Regions from separate parts of the Mus musculus genome. Here region 1 is linked to region 2. The links are chromatin contacts, called in public Hi-C maps. All regions are on one chromosome and are shown on one strand. The core of a region is the stretch at or near the end of the contact, and the rest is flanking DNA. Distances in the headings are between cores, read along the strand shown. Region 1 holds the start of Enpp1 (ectonucleotide pyrophosphatase/phosphodiesterase 1). Region 2 overlaps Enpp1 (ectonucleotide pyrophosphatase/phosphodiesterase 1).

What was found. A called contact is a pair of places that touch in the nucleus more often than the background predicts.
Region 1: a Hi-C map of olfactory sensory neurons shows a contact between it and region 2, with 2.2 times the contacts expected there. The contact joins the promoter of Enpp1 here to the enhancer-like site in region 2. A contact is called at or near these places in 7 of 39 promoter capture datasets (the 3T3-L1 cell line, 3T3-L1-derived adipocytes, hematopoietic stem and progenitor cells and 3 more), 1 of 15 datasets of contacts at CTCF or cohesin (the NIH/3T3 cell line), 8 of 484 Hi-C or Micro-C datasets (the G1E-ER4 cell line, embryonic fibroblasts, embryonic stem cells and 3 more), 5 of 115 datasets of contacts at active chromatin or transcription factors (cardiomyocytes, embryonic stem cells and neural progenitor cells) and 2 of 9 other capture datasets (adipose tissue and embryonic stem cells).

The regions. Positions count from the first base shown.
Region 1 is chr10:24,708,617-24,714,164 of GRCm38.p6, reverse strand. It overlaps Enpp1 (ectonucleotide pyrophosphatase/phosphodiesterase 1), which reads left to right and starts at 2,006. Exons shown (of 25, transcript NM_008813.4): 1 at 2,006-2,359. The coding sequence starts at 2,174.
Region 2 is chr10:24,673,401-24,679,921 of GRCm38.p6, reverse strand. It overlaps Enpp1 (ectonucleotide pyrophosphatase/phosphodiesterase 1), which reads left to right. Exons shown (of 25, transcript NM_008813.4): 2 at 662-734; 3 at 1,893-2,009; 4 at 3,819-3,944; 5 at 5,247-5,307. Among named protein-coding and RNA genes, the nearest start is that of Enpp1, 35 kb to the left of the region's middle. Within about 2 kb of position 1,686, at least 3 of the 459 cell types and tissues checked have an H3K27ac peak or open chromatin away from gene starts, as enhancers often do. A contact at or near this core is called in olfactory sensory neurons, where this site is marked.

The sequences.
Region 1 (5,548 bases), core at 757-3,256, 34 kb before region 2:
TTTCAAAAGTGTTTAAAGACTCTGTGTGTGTGTGTGTGTGTGTATGTACAAGATTTCTAGAAAACTCACAAAAAGATTTAAATTTCCTTCTTGTTTTTAAAAACTCTGAGTCTCCACCTTAGACATATAATCCTTGGCAACTGTTGCTAAGAGGCCAACTTGCTCTCTTTCTGTCTTGTCTACAGAGGGCTGTATCAGTCTTTAATGCTTCCTGGCTGTCCTCAGCTGCTTGAGACATTGTAACCTTGCAGACAGCATTGGCTTTTCCAATGAGGACAGTAGAAACGTCATTAATTGCTTTGGGTTGCTGACAATACACTTATTCGATTTTTCTTTTACACTCAAGGCCGCTTTGGAAACTGTCTGTTGAGCGCTTTTAGAAAATTTGACGTGTATTTGGCCAGTTTCAGTGGAGTAAAACTTTGGCCTTCCATCTGGTTTATGGAAACATTCAAATAATAAAAAAAAAAAAACAACCCAGAACCAAGTTTGGGGTAAAAAGTATGTTTGAGTATGAAATGGTGGACCTGTTTCTAGTGGGTGGTTTGTAATGTAGTGATAATAATAAAAAATAAACTAAAGATTGCTTTTGAGGGTGGCCTTTTCTCCTGCTGTCACTCATTGGTCCTACTGTGTGGCTTGGGTATCTATATGCAGACCCTTCTCTCTACGGTTTAATCCTACTCTAGCCCCTTGCTGACTCACCCCATACTATATATACATATATGCATATATATGAAAATGTTCACATTTTAATACATATGGCATTCAAAATGTTGATTCATTATTAAATGTCTGAATGAATGAAGTCAGAACAAATTGAAAGTGTTCACATTGTTTTAATTTATTTTTACCTCTCTTTATCTCTCTGTGTGTGTGTCTCTCTCTCTCTGTATGTCTGTGTTCCGGTTTGTATCTGCACACATGCATGAAAGTGGAAGTCAGAACTACCAATGGTTGTCATTCGTCTGAAGCCCAGCTCACCTTTTTCTGGGACCCTTTCTTATTAGCCTTGAACTTAGCAAATAGGCTAGGCTGGCTGGCTGGCCATCCCTGGGATCCATATGCCTTTGCCTCCTACTTTGGGATTACAAGCTCAGGCTACAGGGTTTTTGGAGTCTGGGATTTGCCCTTAGAATCTCATGCTTGCGAATACCAGAACTTTACCTGTTGATTGCCCTCCCCAGTCCGTGCTGACAGTTTGAGAGGGGACAAACCCAATTTACACCCGTTAAACTTCAAAAGTGAATGTGATATAATGTGATGTATATAAACAAAGCAGGTAAGGGATGTCTTGTTAATTTGTGATTTTTCTTAGTCACTGTGTTCAGTCACATTGCTTCTGCTTTTGGGTTCTGGGAGGTGTGGTTTTGCTGATGGGAAGGAGTGTAAAGCTGAAGAATCAAAGGTGAAACAAATCCCATCAAGAATTAAAGCCTACTGCTCACGTTCTGTTTTAAAAATAAGCTCATCACATAGAGTTAGAGTCTTGATTCTGCTCATCAATTAAAGTGCTGACTTCGGAGAAGCAAGACACAGACACCCGGAAGCCTCCGGAAGTCTAAAATAGCTAATATGTAAATATAATAGGATAGCAACCCCGGACGCCACACATCCCATATGTGTGTTTGTGCAAACCCATCAGTGTTGTGTAAACCCCGTGCCCCACGTTTAGCAGCTCCAGGTAGAGAATTTTCGTTTGCACTTGTGGGAGAAAAAGAAAGTCACCTCCCCACGCGCTCGTTTGCATTTCCCTGGTCAAAGCAGGTCTGCTCCCGGCCACCGGTGTCCGGCCTTTGAGACCTCGGGGGTCGCTGCATCCTCTCACTTTTGGGGCTCCAAGATCTCACACTCTTTGCAGACCACACAGCGATTCCAGTCCAGTCCTCGTTGGGCTACGCGGGGGGATTCCGCAAGGGTTCGTAGGGTGCCACGATCGCGGGCGGGGACAGGGTTTGGGGTGGAAGTTAAAGACACGCCCACGTCAGGGACCCAAAATAGCCCACGCGCCCAGGGCCCGAAATCAGACAGGAAGCCAAATACCCGGGGCGTTGAGCGGCTCGGGCCGGAGCGCTGGCCGAGGGCTGGGAGCCAAGGGTCTGGCGGGGGCGGCGCGGGGCGGGGCGGGGCTGCGAGCCTATTAAAGCTCGGCCCGCGGGGGCAGAGCGGGGCGATGGAGCGCGACGGCGACCAGGCAGGGCACGGGCCCCGGCACGGGTCAGCGGGAAACGGTCGCGAGCTCGAGTCACCAGCCGCGGCTTCGCTGCTCGCGCCCATGGACCTAGGAGAGGAGCCGCTGGAGAAGGCGGAGCGTGCCCGCCCTGCCAAAGACCCCAACACCTACAAAGTGCTGTCGCTGGTAGGTCGGTGCTTGCCGCGACCCGACACCCGGGAGGGGCGAGAGCGAGCAGGTCGGCACCCGGCATGGGAGAGCGTGGGCGCCTCCTGCGCCGGCACCGGGTGACCTGCAGGGTCCTTACCCCTCTCCCAGCAGGAGCAGGCTGCTAAAATAGTCACCTTGACATACCGTCCTCTTCCCCCAGAGAATACAGGACATTTGGAGGCGGAAACAAAAAATCGGCTAGTCTTAGGATAGCGCAGCGATGTTTGTAGTCTTTTAGGTGGCGTAGGTCAGGGTACAGGTGGTGCTCGTGGCTTTAGGTGAATTTATTGCAGTTGAAAGATTTATCACAGCTTTTGAAAGTATCGGGAACTTTAGAAAACACCCATGCTTGGCTCTGTAGTGGTATTTCCAGACAGTTATTTAGAAGCCCCATTGACGTTCATGTTTATGTGACTGGGAAGAGGCCCGGGATTCATTGCCCACTCTTTGAACCACAGACAGCGCTGTTTGTGTGTTGCCCGGAGGCACAGTTGCCTGCTATATCCCTCTGCTCTTCTGTTAGACCAGTTGTAGCATCCACAACCAACTTCTGGAAACAGGACGCCGATTTTCACTCGGGATCTTCCTTGGGTCAGAAAGGCTGAGTCCTGTGTGGTGGTTCTAAGTATTGGTGGGGACTTCCATTATTCTTCTCAAGCTCCGCTGTGTTGTGTTAAAATGAGAGCGCATAGCATAGTTTCAATGGGACTGACTGCGGGAAATAAATTCAGAACTGAAGGAGGAGGTAGTTAGTTATTTTATAGTACGTGCAAACCACAGCTTTCTGTGACTAGCACACCCTAAAACATATTCTTACACATTCTGGCTTGAGCGCTGTTTTGTGGAAAAATCTTTCCGATGTTTAAAGTCTCCTTTTGACATCATTTCCATTTCCACTGTTCTTAGGTTCTATGCAGACACCGTAGCACTTTGAGAACCAGAATCCCGAGACTTAAGGGATGGTGTCATATCCTTAGTTTTTTAAAAATAAGTCTGAGGTTCAAAGAAGTCTCCCAAACCGCAGGCGGCTGTCTCCCAGGATATAATTTTGTATCGTATGTCACTCATATGATATTGATGGGCATTTAGTGAGTTTGAGTCTAGTAAGACTTTTTGTTGTATGTTTTTTAATGGAAGATCGCAATTGTTACAGGACTACTTAAATTATTGAGTTTCAGTACTCTTACCTACTGTGAGATACTCAATGAAGACACACTGAATGTTTATGAAATTGTAAGGCATATTTATAAACTTACTATAAGTCATTGAAGGGTTTCCAGTTATTGAATTCAGTTTTACTCATTTGCATACAGGCCCACAATAGATGTCAGCACAGGTCCACCTGTAGATCACAGAGTTTTCACTCTGACACCTGCGGTCGCTTGGTTGGCCAGTATTCCAGCATTACAAACGGCTCTGATGGCACACTTCAGAAATTGCTGCATGCCCTAGAATCTCCTCAAACAGATCAACTATGAATATTTGGTATATTTGGTTACGGCATATTTTATGAATTAGAACAAATTCTTGTCTCAGATAATTTTTAGATATTTATATATTTTTAGTTTATGTGTGTGACTGTTTAGCATATATGTGTGAATATATTACATATATAATTTATATAAATATATATTATACACACACACACACACATATATATAAATATCCCCCACTCCAGCTGTCCAATGTTCTCAACAGAGGCCCAGAGTAATGTAATAGTTCCTCCAATTCCATTGTATGTATGCACACACATGAACACGCACACACATATATACATATGTATATACATATATGTATACATGTGTGTATGTTTGTATACCTTGTGTGTGTGTGCCTGGTACCCACAGAGGCCAGAAGAGGATGTTGGATTCCTTGGAACTGTAGTTTACAGATGGTTGTGAGCCACTATGTGGGTGCTGGGGACTGAACCTGGGTCCTCTGTAGGAGCAACAAGGTACTTACCTGTTGTGCCATCTCTCCAGCTGCAGCTTTATGTCTTTTGATGGACTCCAGAGAGGCATAAAATATAAGCCGCTTCTCACTGGAGCTCTTAGTTCAGGACTCAGCTGGAAGTGAAACCTATTTTTTCTCTTTTCCTCCTCTACTTTAATAACCCTCTATCAGAAGCCCTCAAAGGAATTTGACGACTGTCATCAAAGAGCTCTGGGACATGTTTTCGAGAGACAGCCTTAATTATTGGATTTATCTTGTTTCTTTTTTCAGATTAAGCATCAGCACATTTTGTATGAAGTTGAAGAATCAGGTTGGACTAATTGCATCCTGGGGTTAGGATCAGGGAGGCCCCCCACTCCCTGGCCACAGGATTCTAATCGGACAGGATAATCACAGGGCTGCTTGCAGGGGGAGGATGAAGTAGTGATGATACGATCGTGTGCTTTTCTTAGATTTTCTCTAATTAGTGAAAAGAATGTAGTTACATCAGAGTCAACGGAGAATGGGGATCTCGTCCTAGCCTTGCTTGCCTGGGTGATGCTTCATCTCAGGACTTTCTGCCTAGGTACTCAGCAGGTCTAAGGAAACAGCAAGAGAGAAAAACAGGCACTGCTCTCAGTGTCCTCTGTGACGTACGTGTGTTAGCATTCCCTGGCTGCGTTGAACTACGTTGATAATTAAGTTGCCAAGGGAAAAGGCTGAGCAGATCGTGGTATGAAATCAGGGTAGCAGAGGTTCCGGTACATTACTTTGGGCCTCTGCTGAGAGCGCTGGGTGTTGGAGGGGGAAATGAGGATGGATGAGCAAACACAGATGGAGCCTAGGATCCCACAGTCCCCTTTGACTGAACACCATCCATGACCCACGAATCTCCCACGAGGTAGATTCTAGAATCTCCCACCTCCTGATAGCACTGCCCTGTGGACTAAGAGTTTTATCTCATGAAGCTTTGGGTAGATATTTGCAATCTGAAGTATAGCAGTTACATATGAAATGCCCTTGCCTAGGTCCAGATCAAGTTTGAACTGAAATATTCACTCCTAAAGTTGGGCTCAGGTATTTATCTAAAATACCATTGCTCCCCATTCTAGTTCTAAAAGGACTAGTAGCTTTCAAGTAGTTTGCAGTGTGAGCTCTAGTAGATCTTCTAAAGCATTACTCCCGTTAAAGAGCTCTTTCTAAGAGGTAGAAGTTGGCCTTGGTCTAGCTAGA
Region 2 (6,521 bases), core at 437-2,936:
TGTTCTGTGGATTATTTTCCTCCTTTGTCTTCTGACCCTCAAAACTTGTTGTTGACCTTAGGGGTTCCAAGCTCAGTCATTTTAAATATTAAAGGCAGGAATCACGGGGAGGGAGAAGGTGAGAAAACAGAAACCCTGGAAGGATCCTGAGAGATTGGTACAGTCCAGCTCTCTGCTTTTACAGATGAATAAGCAGATGCTTAGACCTTATGAACCCCTTCAGCTCATACTACCAGCTCATGGCAGTGCTGTGGCCCAGTGGTCATTCCCATGCCCATGCATGGCACATCTGAGGGTGCTGTTCTGGGTTTAGGTTTGTGAGGTCACGGCTAGCACGTTCCTAGATGGCAGTAAGAAGTGGAGTCTCAATAGATTTCCTTCTTTTAAGGATTACAACTTTCTTCTGGCTAATTCCTTTGTGTGAGCCAAGTGTTACATTATCTTTGGATGATTTAGAAAGTTGCTGTCTGACGTTTATCACCATCTCCAGAACAGGACATAAATCACAAGTATGTGGTCTGAAATGTTTAAAAAATGAGCCTGTCCCTGTGATCAGCTGCCACATCTGGAAACACTGCAAAGTCAGAGACATGGAAAGGGATGAAGTTGGGGGAATAGGAGGATGTCAGAAGGCTCTAACAGTCTTTTTCTCTCCTTACAGGTTTTGTCAGTATGTGTGCTAACAACAATTCTTGGTTGTATATTTGGGTTGAAACCAAGCTGCGCCAAAGAAGGTAATTAATGTTGTGGGGTTCTGTGTGTCTGTGCCTGTGGATGCATGTGTGCCTATGTGCATCTCTGTGTGTATGTGTCTCTGTGTGTTTCTCTGTGTTTGCATATGTGTATGATTACATCTATATGTATATGTGCATGTGTGTGTGTGTGTGTGTGTGTGTGTGTGTATTTGGCATTATGATATGATTGAGACAACTGTAATCTTCAAGTCCTGTGCATACTCCACAGATGTTGAAATTTTCATAAGTTTGATGCTGGTTTAAGCACTCTTCCTAAAGTCCTATCTTATTTTGGCCATACAAAGGGTCTTTTTTGCTTACAAATTTTTATATTAAAATGTGGAGTAGAGTCTGTGACCAAAAAACAACTCTCCACCCCTAAAGAAAAACCACGAAGACATGACCAGAGGTTCCTCCAAAGCCCCAAGTAGTTGGTTGCTAAAGCAGCTCTGGAGGTTACTAGGAGACCAGTTAGCATCCCTAAGTGACAGAGTCTCAAGAGAGTTTTTAAGATATTTCTGCCATTGCTAATTTCAAAGTAGTAATGAACTCATCACACTTCTAATTGTGTTTTCCTAGTATCAAGAACAGGCTCTATATAACACCAAAAAAAACACCATATAGGTAATGAAAGCAAACCACAGGCAATTTCTGTGGTCATTCTTTTGATTCGGTAATGTCTCCCCCCGTATCCCATATGGTAGGGTTGAATTGCATACATTTTTGTCCTGTTCAACTATCCTGCTATTATAATATTACTCGTCTAAATGTTTAGTGATTGTTTGAAATATGCCAATTTTACCTGTCTGGTTAGTATACCCTAGAGCAGATATACTCAAGCTTAATACAAATGAAAAGGTGGGCTTTTGTGTTACCTAATCTGAGCTCAGGGTAGCGTAGCATGCACTGTTTTAACAGTTGTCAGATGCATATGACGCAACAGCAGTTACTGCGATTCCACGCTCCGCCCCCTTCTTCAGGTAGATCTAGGAAAGTCAGTTTCCTCACTTTAGTTTCTCCTTGTAGAATGTCCTGGTTTCCAAGCGCCAGATGTGAGTTACACTCCACAGTGGTGGCATCTTGACTCAGGTGTGCCTTAGCTCGTGTATGCGTTGTAATTTTGTGATTGACACCACCTGACTTATTCATCATTTTCAGTAAAAAGTTGCAAAGGCCGCTGCTTTGAAAGGACGTTCAGCAACTGTCGCTGTGATGCTGCCTGTGTCAGCCTTGGGAACTGCTGTCTGGATTTCCAGGAGACCTGTGTGGAACCAAGTAAGTGTGGTGGGAGAAGGGGCGGGGTTACAGGGAGGGGTGGAGTCACGAAAAGGGGTGGAGTCACGGAGGTCAGGAAAAGATCTCCCGGAAGCTGTGCATCTTTCTGTCTGTGGTTGGATTAACTCAATGATTTTTCTTTTTAGACGCCATTCATTCATTCGTTCGTTCGTTCGTTCGTTCGTTCTTCGTTCTTCGTTCGCTCATTTGTTTATTGAAACAAGGTTTCTCCTTGTAGTTCTGGAACTTGCTATATAGACCAGGCTAGACTTTAACTCACAGAGATTCACCTGCCTCTGCCCAGAGTACAGAGCTCAAAAGCTTATCTCCAACATACCCAACTTCGTTTTCCCAATTATAAACATTATAATTGGGAAAAAGTTTAAAGACACTTGCAGGGTATTATAATTCTAACACTTCTGGATGTTTTAGCAAAGTGAGATTATGAATTTAAAGAATGCTGCTTTGCTGAGCTTTGATGCTGCAGATATTGCTGACAAAATTATTCATGGCCTGAGGTTGGTATTTCCATCTTGGTCAAGCTTCAAGAATGGCATATATGGCTTGATCATGATAGTCCTTCTTGTCCTGGGAATACTTTTATTCTTGACCATTGTGATAAAACTTGCCTTTAACAACAGCAATATGTTGGTGGCCAAAATACATGGCTTGAAACTAAAAATGAACCTCCAGAGTTATTAATTTAACAGGCTGGCAGTCAAAGATGGTAAGTTCTGCACAGAGCCTAAGACAGAAGTGCATTGCTTTTGATAATGCATATTCCACAACGGGATTCTTGTCAGAACAACCCAAGACAGACACAGTCTTGTTTATGAAATAAAAAAGGGGGATATATTGAGAGGTTTTTGGAGTCACTTGGCAGGAATTTGACACTGGGCCGTGACAAGGAAGTAAGCTCAGGCAGGAATCTGATTTTTGGGGTAGAACAAAGAAGTAGGCTTCAGGCAAGAATATGACTTTAGGCTAGGACAGGGAAGTAGGCTCAGATATCTTGGTCATCCTGATAAGCCCTTAGAAACAGCAATCACGGGAGTGGTCAGGGGACTTTGTTTATTGCCTTGCTTGTTCCTTGATTATTTGTATCTATTGTCTTGCTTGTTCATCAACCTAGAACTGCCCCTATTATATGCATGTAATTAAAAGCATACCATTACATGTAATTACATGCATGGTATAAAATCAGATTGGGAAAAAAAATAAACCTGCCTCAGCCTCAGAACTGGATGGGGTCATGTTACAGAATAATAAATAAATAAATAAATAAATAAATAAATAAATAAATAAATAAATAAAACAATTGAAACTAAAAATTGAGATAGAAGTAAAAATTTAGGGATTTTTTTTGGGGGGGGTTTGGCTGGGTTTTTTTTTATTTTGTGTTGTTTTTGACACAAGACTCTTGTTCTATAGCCTTGGCTGGCCTCCAAGTTGCCATTCTCCTGCATTCTCCTAGTTGTTTACTAGCATGCATAGTTCTAGATTTAACTTTGGGAACCCTGAAAATGGCTGCTGGAATGAGCAAGGGTTTTCTTATGTTTGTACAATAATGATGATGTGCCCCAGTTTAAAAACAATGAAATCCCAGGTTTCTAGTGAAATATTACTGCTAGGTGCCTGCGTGTTTGCCATCTGTTAGCTCAGAAAGGCTGGGCGGAAGCAGAATCTCAGGGGTCAGTTATAAAATGAGTGATCATCTCTTATCCTCTTGTCCAAAATGGTGTTGATTTTTACAGATGTGTTGAACTTGAATCATAAGTATCTGTTTGTTTGTTTGATGCTGGTTTCTAGCACATATATGGACTTGCAACAAATTCAGGTGCGGTGAGAAGAGGCTGTCCAGGTTCGTGTGCTCCTGTGCAGACGACTGCAAAACCCACAATGACTGTTGCATCAACTACAGTTCTGTGTGCCAAGGTCAGTTTCCCTACCCTGGGCCCTCCTGGAGCCTGGGCATCTGCCTTGGGGAGGTTTTGCATCGGCACCGTCTTTTCTCAGAGCAGCTGTATTCCATGTCATCACAGTAGCAGATATGTTAATGGGCCAGTTATGGAATGGCTTTGATGTGTACATGAACCAAGGACACGTGATGTCATCCAGCTGAACGATAGTTACTATCTGTATGTGGCTGACCTTATTTTACCTGAAGCCAATTTTCTATTAGTTTTTTTTTTCCCTACCATCCTCCTTATGCCATTTAGATGGTGTCTGCATACTTACTACTGTATTTGAGTAAGGATCCTGTCCCAGTTCTGGCCAAGGCTTTCTTGTAATGAAGGAGCACAGTTTTGGCCATGGAGCGCCAGAGCTGGTTGATGAGACCAGGCACACTCAGGGTGGAATGGCTGAAGATGGGAAATTGCTTTGAAGGATGCTAACAGTGCTCCAATGTTTTGCTCAAGAATTAGAAGGTGTCTTGAAATCTCTAACAGAGCCTGAGTCTAAATGTGAGGGAACACAGAATAGTTATCCCTGTATTTCACAGAGACAAGTTGCATAACCTGTGAGGATACTTCAGTCCACCAGTGTTAACTCCTTTTCGTATTAAGTTGCTTAGTGTTTGCATGTAGCCTGTGCATTTCTTCACACATACCTTAAATGCTCTGCAGTTACTCACAGTACCCATGGAATACAGGAGCTATGTGAATAATTGGTATACAATACCACTTAGGAAATTAAAGCTTGGGTTGGAGAGATGGCTCAGCGGTTAAGAGCACTGACTGCTCTTCTAAAGGTCGTGAGTTCAAATCCCAGCAACCACATGATGGCTCACAACCATCCATAATGAGATCTGATGTCACCTTCTGGGGTGTCTGATGACAGCTACAGTGTACTTACATATAATAAACAAACAAATAAATAAATAAATAAATAATAAATAAATAGGAAACTAAAGTTTAATATTCAATAGTGATGCGATTCAAAAAAAATGAATATTTTCAATGTGCATTTGGTTGAATCTGTGGGTGAAGAGAATCCAGAGGTGGAGGATGAGTAGTGTATTTTCATCTTACAGTTCTGTATTTCGTTTTCTCCCGTTGACTGTTATTTCGAGACAGAACAGCTCTCTATATTCACGGTATTTGTTTACTGCCAGTGCCTCGTGATGTTTTTGTTTTGCTTTGGGGGATCTATGTTGCTGTGTCTGAAAAACACTGCATTCCTGCCATTCTCAAATGTGCTCACTTCATTCTATTTTTATTTTTGAAACTATTCCAGATAAGAAGAGTTGGGTAGAAGAAACATGTGAAAGCATCGATACCCCGGAGTGTCCAGCAGAGTAAGCTCATGGCCCGACACAGGCATACTTTTCCCTTTTTGAGAAGGGTTTTTTTTTTTCCCTTTCTCTTTCTAAATTAAGATGAAAAATAGTAATAAATCATTGGTTAATTAAACATTTGCTTTCACCAGACTGTGTTTGCTGCTGGTTCTCCAGAGGACTGTGGTATGACCCTTTCTCTGGAAGCCAGTAGAAAGAAACACCATGAGTAATAGCGGCTGTTATCCGTGAGTGTGGTGGTGTGTCTGTAGCCTTCTACGGAAGAAAGCATCTTGGCTCTACTATGGAGTTTTTGGTGTTGAACTTGTAGCACATTGCAGTTCTTTAAATTTTTTTCAATTTTATGCACTTTTAGCATAAATAACACATCTGTGAGAAAAAGTTACATGATTTTTTTTTTTTTTTAATTTCAAGACAGGGTTTCTCTGTGTAGCCCTGGCTGTCCTGGACCTCACTCTGTAGACCAGGCTGGGCTCGAACTCAGAAATCCACCTGCCTCTGCCTCCCAACTGCTGGGATTAAAGACCCAGCTACATGAGTTTTGTAATTCATCTGTGTTCTTTTTTGAACTATTCATGTCAAAAAACATTTTATTTTATTTTATTTTATTTTATTTTATTTTATTTTATTTTGAGACAGGCTTTCTCTGTGTAGCCCTTGCTGTCCTGGAACTCCCTCTATAGGCCAGGCTGGTCTAGAACTCAGAGATCTACCTGCCTCTGTCTTTGTAGTGCTGGGATTAAAGGCATGTATCACTACCATGTGGCAGAAATACATTTTTTTTACCAGTTTAAAAGTTTTTTAGACTTTAAAATACTTTAAACCTGTATTTTAATCTTATTTTGTTCATGTATGTATTTATTTTGTCATACAACATTTTTTGTTGTTGTTTGAAACAGTAGTAATGACAACTAAAACTAAACCTAAACTAAATAATTTCACCAGAAGAGGGCTTTTAGGGGGGAGGGTCCTCTCTAAACTGCTTTTTAAAATGCCAAGATATACTAAAATTTTAGACTTGCTCAATTTTTCTTTCTAAATGTTAATTGTTGCTTTAAAGTATAACGTAAGATCTTTTTTTGTTGTTTTTCGTTTTTGTTTGTTTGTTTGTTTGTTTTTTCAAGACAGGGTTTCTCTGTATAGCCCTGGCTGTCCTGGAACTCAATTTGTAGACCAGGCTGGCCTCGAACTCAGAAATTCACCCGCCTCTGCCT